2 separate regions of the Mus musculus genome follow, and region 2 is linked to region 1. Evidence: chromatin contacts called from public Hi-C data. All regions are on one chromosome and are shown on one strand. Each heading gives the region's core, a stretch centred on a gene start, on an enhancer-like site or on the middle of the called end of the contact. The rest is flanking DNA. Distances are from core to core; before and after follow the strand shown.

What was found. Hi-C and Micro-C count contacts between places; a contact is called where the count stands out from the background.
Region 2: a Hi-C map of uterus shows a contact between it and region 1, with 3 times the contacts expected there. The contact joins two enhancer-like sites. A contact is called at or near these places in 1 of 15 datasets of contacts at CTCF or cohesin (CD8 T cells), 44 of 484 Hi-C or Micro-C datasets (3T3-L1-derived adipocytes, the AML12 cell line, B cells and 27 more), 12 of 115 datasets of contacts at active chromatin or transcription factors (CD8 T cells, bone marrow-derived macrophages, embryonic stem cells and 5 more) and 2 of 9 other capture datasets (adipose tissue and liver).

The regions. Positions count from the first base shown.
Region 1 is chr3:123,172,456-123,175,646 of GRCm38.p6, forward strand. All of the region lies in intron 1 of Synpo2 (synaptopodin 2), which reads right to left. Among named protein-coding and RNA genes, the nearest start is that of Synpo2, 62 kb to the right of the region's middle. Within about 2 kb of position 1,531, at least 66 of the 459 cell types and tissues checked have an H3K27ac peak or open chromatin away from gene starts, as enhancers often do. A contact at or near this core is called in uterus, where this site is marked.
Region 2 is chr3:123,306,897-123,310,087 of GRCm38.p6, forward strand. The region is part of intron 8 of Sec24d (Sec24 related gene family, member D (S. cerevisiae)); the gene reads left to right. Among named protein-coding and RNA genes, the nearest start is that of Sec24d, 41 kb to the left of the region's middle. Within about 2 kb of position 1,510, at least 7 of the 459 cell types and tissues checked have an H3K27ac peak or open chromatin away from gene starts, as enhancers often do. A contact at or near this core is called in uterus, where this site is marked.

The DNA of each region.
Region 1 (3,191 bases), core at 281-2,780:
TTTTAGGAGTGTTTTCTCACCTTCCACTTTACTGAGGCACAGTCTGTCTTGATTTTGCTACTGCACTGTGGACTCCAAGCTGGCTGACCTACGAGCTTCTGATGGATTCTCTCATCACTGCCTCTCATTCCACCGTAGAGGTGCTGCGATTACAGATGTGTGCCCCAGCATCCAGTTGTTTTGTTTTGTTTTGCATTTAATGTGAGGTCAGGAGACTGAACTTATATTACTGGGACTACACAGTGAGCTAAATACCTGTCCTTCTTAGTTAACTAGTTAATTAATTGGCTGTTTTATGAAACAGACTTCCTTTTTTTTAAAAAAAATAGGGCAATTTCTTTTCTTTTTAATTGTTTTTAAGATTTATTTATTTTATTTATATGAGTACACTGTAGCTGTCTTCAGACACACCAGAAGAGGGTGTCAGATCCCATTACAGATGGTTGTGAGCTACCATGTGGTTGCTGGGAATTGAACTCAGGACCTCTGGAAGAGCAGTCAGTGCTCTTAACTGCTTAGCCATCTCTCCAGCCCCAGCTGCTCAGACTTCCTTTTTTGTTGTTTGGAATATCTTTTATTTATTCCTTGACAATTCCTTACATGTAAACCATGCATTTTGAGTGCATGAACCCCTCCGTGCTAACCCCTCAGGACACCCCCTTCTTCCTTCTTCCCTGCTCTCAGAAACCCCACAGTTCCTTTCCCCCACTCCCTCTCCAGTTGATACTCGTCCTCTTTTTGTTGTAACAGTCCCTGAGTCCAACTAGTCCTGCCTGTCGTGATGATGACTGGTACAGTTGCCTTGATTTGACTCGGGTAGCCATAACTGCAGTGGCTAAACGGGGTTCTTGTAGCCCGGCTAACTTGAACTCATATAACTGAGGGGGACCTTCATTTCCTCAAGCTTTTCTACCCGGTGGCTGGAATTACCGGTCTGTACCACCACGCCTGGTGTGTATTACTTATTTGTTTGTTCATTTGGGGAAGAGGTTTGTGGGGTTTTTGATGGAGGCTCATGGTGTGTAGCCCAGGCTGGCCTCAAACTTGCGACGCTCCTCCTGCCTCCGCTTCTCTGGGCACGGTAGGAGTGTACCACTATACTCTGCTTTATTTTCTGTATTCTGGTTTTCTTGTGCCCGGGACCTCACTGTGACTGCCTTCCCAAGCTTAGCTAATCCTTGGCCACAGCAAAGTGTAGACCTCAGAGCGCGTGCCTCGCCTAAGCTATGGCAGACTCGGCTAAATTCACGGCAGCCAGCCGCCAATTGAAGTTGCTCCCTCAGGATGTGGTGGGACCTTGCGGATCTGGGTAGGGCCTACCTAGAAGACACAAATGGATGGGGGAGTGCCTCTAGAGGTTACACACTGCTTTTCACTTGCCAGGAAGTGGACGAACTCCTCCACCCCGATCCTCTCCCACTGCCAGAACGTTCAGTTCAACAGCACAAGAACAAGCAACCATAAACCGAGGCCTTAGAAACGGGAACAATGTCACTCTTGCCTTCGCTCAATTGTTGCTGTCAGATATTTAGTCACCGTGACAAGAAAAGAAACAGACACAGAGCCAACCCTGAGCGAGCGTATTGCTTCACTGTCCCCTATCTGGCTCTTAATCTCCAAGAGGCAATATGCCTTTGCTTCCACATCCCTGTGCCTACTGGATAGCCTGGGGCCGCTGGATACCCTGAGGGTCAGAAGTACTCATATGATCCAGTCTGAAACCTACTGGGCAGCAGCTCATCTGCTCTGCCCACTCCTTCCTACTACAAAGCCCCTGCGCATTCCTTCCCCCTCGTCCCTTGACAGGCCTGGGCTTCCTGGTGGGTCCTGTGTGGTCTCGTGTGCCCCTCCTTGAGGAAACCTGAGAAAGGAACCATCTTGCCAGTGGCAGCTGCCTCCTAATCTGTTGACCTCCTCATACCACAGCAAAACAAAACCCCAGATATATTTTAAAGCAAACCTATCCTTTCGCAAGTAGCAAAAGATACTATGCGGCCGTTGATCTTTAAATATACTTGCTTGTTTGCGTGGGTGTTATGCTCTAAACTGGTTTTTGTTTGGTTTCGTTTCTGTTTCCTTTGCGGTGCAGGCTATGACAGTCCGGGGTTTCCCACAGGCTAAGCAAGTCCTTTAGCTTTGAGCTATATACCTCAAGACTTCTTAAGATATTTTATTACAAATTAATGGGCTTATAACCCACTAAAATTCTTTACAAAAGCAGTACTGTTGAGAACGGAATTGTTTCTTCCAAACTTGGTTAAATGTATCTGATGAGTTTCTGGCTTGAAAGAAGTTGCAAAGAAGTGGAAAACCGCTTGATCTCTTTAACAGCTTCAAGCGAACATTTTGTTAGCCTCATCAAGACAGGAATTTTCATTGTAAAATGGGATAAACAAACTTGAGGCCAGAACCAAAGAAGAATATAATGGTGATGAACTCTGGAGGAAGCAGCAGAGTGGTAGGAACAACTCAAAAAACAGATCACAGGTTTTCATCTACTGCAGTAGACTCCGAAGATGCTGCTCTCAATACCTGCAATACCTGCAAGGGAACGGAATTAGATTCCCAGTGTACTTGGAAATTAACAACAGTCTTATCCTTTTATTCATTATTATTTTCTGGAGAATCTTTGGAGCTATTTTCAAATATCCTCTACCCCTTTACCCCCAACACACACAATGAAACCCTAATGCTACAGATAAACTATACAAATTCAGAAACTCACAAACTACCGTAATCGCCAGGGTTTTTTTTTTTTTTTTTTTTTTTTTTTTTTACCTCCAAGAACCAAATTTTCACGGAGATGGGTGAGCGCCACACCCTTATCGCCAATATGTTTATGGGGTTATCAAGGTCAAAGTTCTGAGTACTCGTCAGAGCTGGAGAGCTCAATATCAGAGTCCACAGCAGTTTTACACAGTTTGTCTGAGGTGAGACCCTGGTTCGCTTGCTTCAAACTCACTGCTGTGTCACATAAAGTCCCTTCAGTCCCAAGCAGACAGGAGCAATGCAAGTGTCTCCCTGGTGCTTCTAGCCTCTGCCAGTTAGCTTAGTAACTTGAAATGGCATTTGTTCTCTGCCTGCAGACTGGCATGTGCCAGTTGGGCGACATCACATATATTTAGGTGGATTTCTCATACACACAAGACATAGGTATGGTAAAGAAAATAGTTGTGGCACCCAAAGAGAAA
Region 2 (3,191 bases), core at 260-2,759, 130 kb after region 1:
ATGGCGCCTGTGACTCCCGTGGCTCCATGCAGTGCTACACAAGCCTTTAAAACTTCATTAAAAAGTATTTCATATTCATGAGTTTTTGGTCTGTGTACAAGTATTCAAGGAGGTCAGAAGAGGTTGTTTTTATCCCCTGTGATAAAATTCAGATGGTTGTGTGTTGCTATGTGTGTGGGGAATAGAACCCTGGTCCTCTGCAAGAGCAGTCAGTGCTCTTAACCACCGAGCCATCTCTCCAGCTCCATCAACTTAAGGAGGATAACATAGGCCTGTGTGTACTGACGAGGAGATCCTGCTGTGTACAACAGAGGGAGCTTCATTAAAGTCTGTCGTAGCTATTCCCAACAACCCATGGAAGGGAGGAAAGAAGAGAAAAGTGTGATAGTTTCATGTCATCATGTAAATGCTCCTAATGGTGGTTGTCTGTCACATGTCTATCTTTATTTATTTATTTATTTATTTATTTATTTATTTTGGAAGTGTCTTAAGGTGAATTGTCAATGTCCAATATGCTTCACTCATCACACATTATTAACTAATGTCCACGATCTGCTTACTGAGACAGAGTTAGTTTATGAACGTACATCCTTTTGTGGTCTGCTGATCAAACCCAAGATCTCATGCTCTTTAAGAAGTGGATGTCTTCGCATGGGGGTCAGCGAGTAGAATGTGGTGGTTTGAACACAAATGCCCTCCGTTGGATGATGCGTAAGAGTGCTTGGTCCCCACTTGATGTACTGTTTGGAAAGGATTAGGTAATGTGGCCTTGTTGGAGGAGATGCAGCCTTCGGAGTAGATGTGTCACTGGGAGTGGCCTTTAAGGTTTCACAAGCTTACACCAGGCCCAGTGTGTCTCTGTCTCTGTCTCTCTCTGTCTTTCTGTCTCTCTGTCTCTCTGTCTCTCTCTGTCTCTGTCTCTCTCTCTCTCTCTCTGTCTCTGTCTGTCTGTCTGTCTGTCTGTCTGTCTCTCTCTCTCTCTCTCTCTTGCCTGCTGCCTGAAGATCAAGATGTAAACTCTCAGCTACAGCTACAGCTATAGAGACATGCATGTCTACTCCCTACTATGATGATAATATAACTAACCTTCTGACATTGTAAGCGAGCCCCCAATTAAATGATTTCCTTTAAAAACAAAAACAAAAACAAAATGAAAAGAAATGCATGAGTTAAAGCCAGCGTTAATTACATTTCAGCAAATCCGTATACCTGTGTAACCTCAGTGCCTACCAAAATGTAACCTATCATGGTTCCTCTAGAGAAAGAAGCCCCTCACGGCCACTCAGCCGTTCCCACCCGTCACACCACCTCCCTTCTTAGGTATCCACGGTTCCGACGTTTTCTATGGCAGACTTGAATTTCTCACCCAGTGCCTTCTATGGCTAAGGTTACAGAGGATAGAAATGCTGTGAAAGCGTTTTCTCTCGCGCGACACAGTGAGGTTCACGGATCAGCAGCCTTTCTTTTTGTTTCTGAGAAGTGTTTTGTTGTACAGATATGGCAGTCTGCTTACGCAGGATTTTATTGGTAGACATCTGGGCTTTCTCTACCTCATTAATAAAAGTGCTGTGAATATGTTGTACAACTCTCTCCGTGAACAGACGCTCATTTTTCTTAAGCTAACATCCACGAATACACCTCAGCCTCCCGAGGTGATACTCAGTGGATTTAAAAGAAGCTCACTGACCGATCCTTTTGCTCACCTTGCATTAACATTGCCAGGGGCTGCCCGAGGGTCAGTGATGTCTTTGTTTTAATGCTAGCAATCAGGATGAGTATGTGGTAGACTCTATGAGGTAGTCTTTATTTCAAGGTTTTTGATTTGAGCAAAATTTAATTTAATTTTAAAATTGTACACTGACTATTATGCTGCTCATATACACGTCATTAATAATTATTAATATTTGTTATATTGTGATTTTAAGGGAATGAACACATCCTAGGTATATGTAATTTCCACTTTCCTGAAACCCATTCGTTGCTCCTCCTCTTTTCTCTAGGGACAAACATGGGTACACTTGATGTTTGTCCTCACCTTAGGACACTATGCAGCATTATTCTTCACGTAGCTGAGATGATGACATTTGAATTATAAAGTGTGAATGAGTGGTCACAGGGAAGGAGCCTCTTCGCTTCCCTTGCTGCCGTCCCACCACCGCTTTTCAGACAGCTCTTACCTATTTTATTTTTTTGAGATTCCTTTTACACATACAATATACATACTTCTAAAATATACATATAAGTATGTGAATTCACCCCTTGACTAAGTCAGTATGTAAATTACTATATTAGTGCTGGCACAGCTGTGCCCTGCTCTCAGCATTTCAGTTTTTTTCATTAGTGTGTTGTGCCCTGGTCCCATGCTGCTGTTTGCAGAGCTGCCTCACCCTTCACAGCAGGGAGGCGCACAGGTAGGAAGAGAAACATTGTTACCACCGTTAAGGCTTAGGAAGAGAAACATCCTAGCCGCTGTGTGTGCCAGTTTGAGACTAGGGCTGATTCTAAAACCCGCTGAACTTTTGCAGCTCGAGTCCTGCTGTTGAGCAGCTGTGGTCTCATAAATGAGCCCGGAAGAAGTGAATTATCTCCTCCTTGGGGTGGGGAGATGAAGATGGACTTTTCCTGCCTTGCCTTTGATACCTATAACTTTCATAATCAAGAGAAGATGAGTTTATATCTTAAAAGCTACCCTAAGAATATGCAAAATAAGAAGTTCTGTCGTGTTTCCTGGACATGGGATTTCGGCCCCTGACAGTGTCCTTGTTGGGTATCCTGTGCCCACTGCAGTGAATTTGCCTGATTTTTAACAAGGCATGAGTAAAACTACTCTTAGTCTCCTCCCGAGATAGCTAACTTGGATCAAACTGATTTAAGTCTGAATATGTGCTTTTTGTGTTTTAAGTCACTAGTTTTAATAGAACGCTATCCACCCTCAAGGCTTTTGTGCCAACTTGAGCTCCAGGAAAGTCTCTGAGCTCCAGACGCCAACAGGAGGTGACGTTGCGCTGATTGCTGACTTTCAGAATCTGACCTGGGGAGAAGCTGCACTTGAGAATGAAAATATATTCTTTCAGTATTTGTAGGCAGTGGACACTGAGCCGCTAGCTGCTAGCTGGATGTGTCCCACGGCGCTATCCTCTCCATGCAGGCTCGTTCTGCCAGGAGCTCTGCCCTTTTCCTCAGAGCATCAG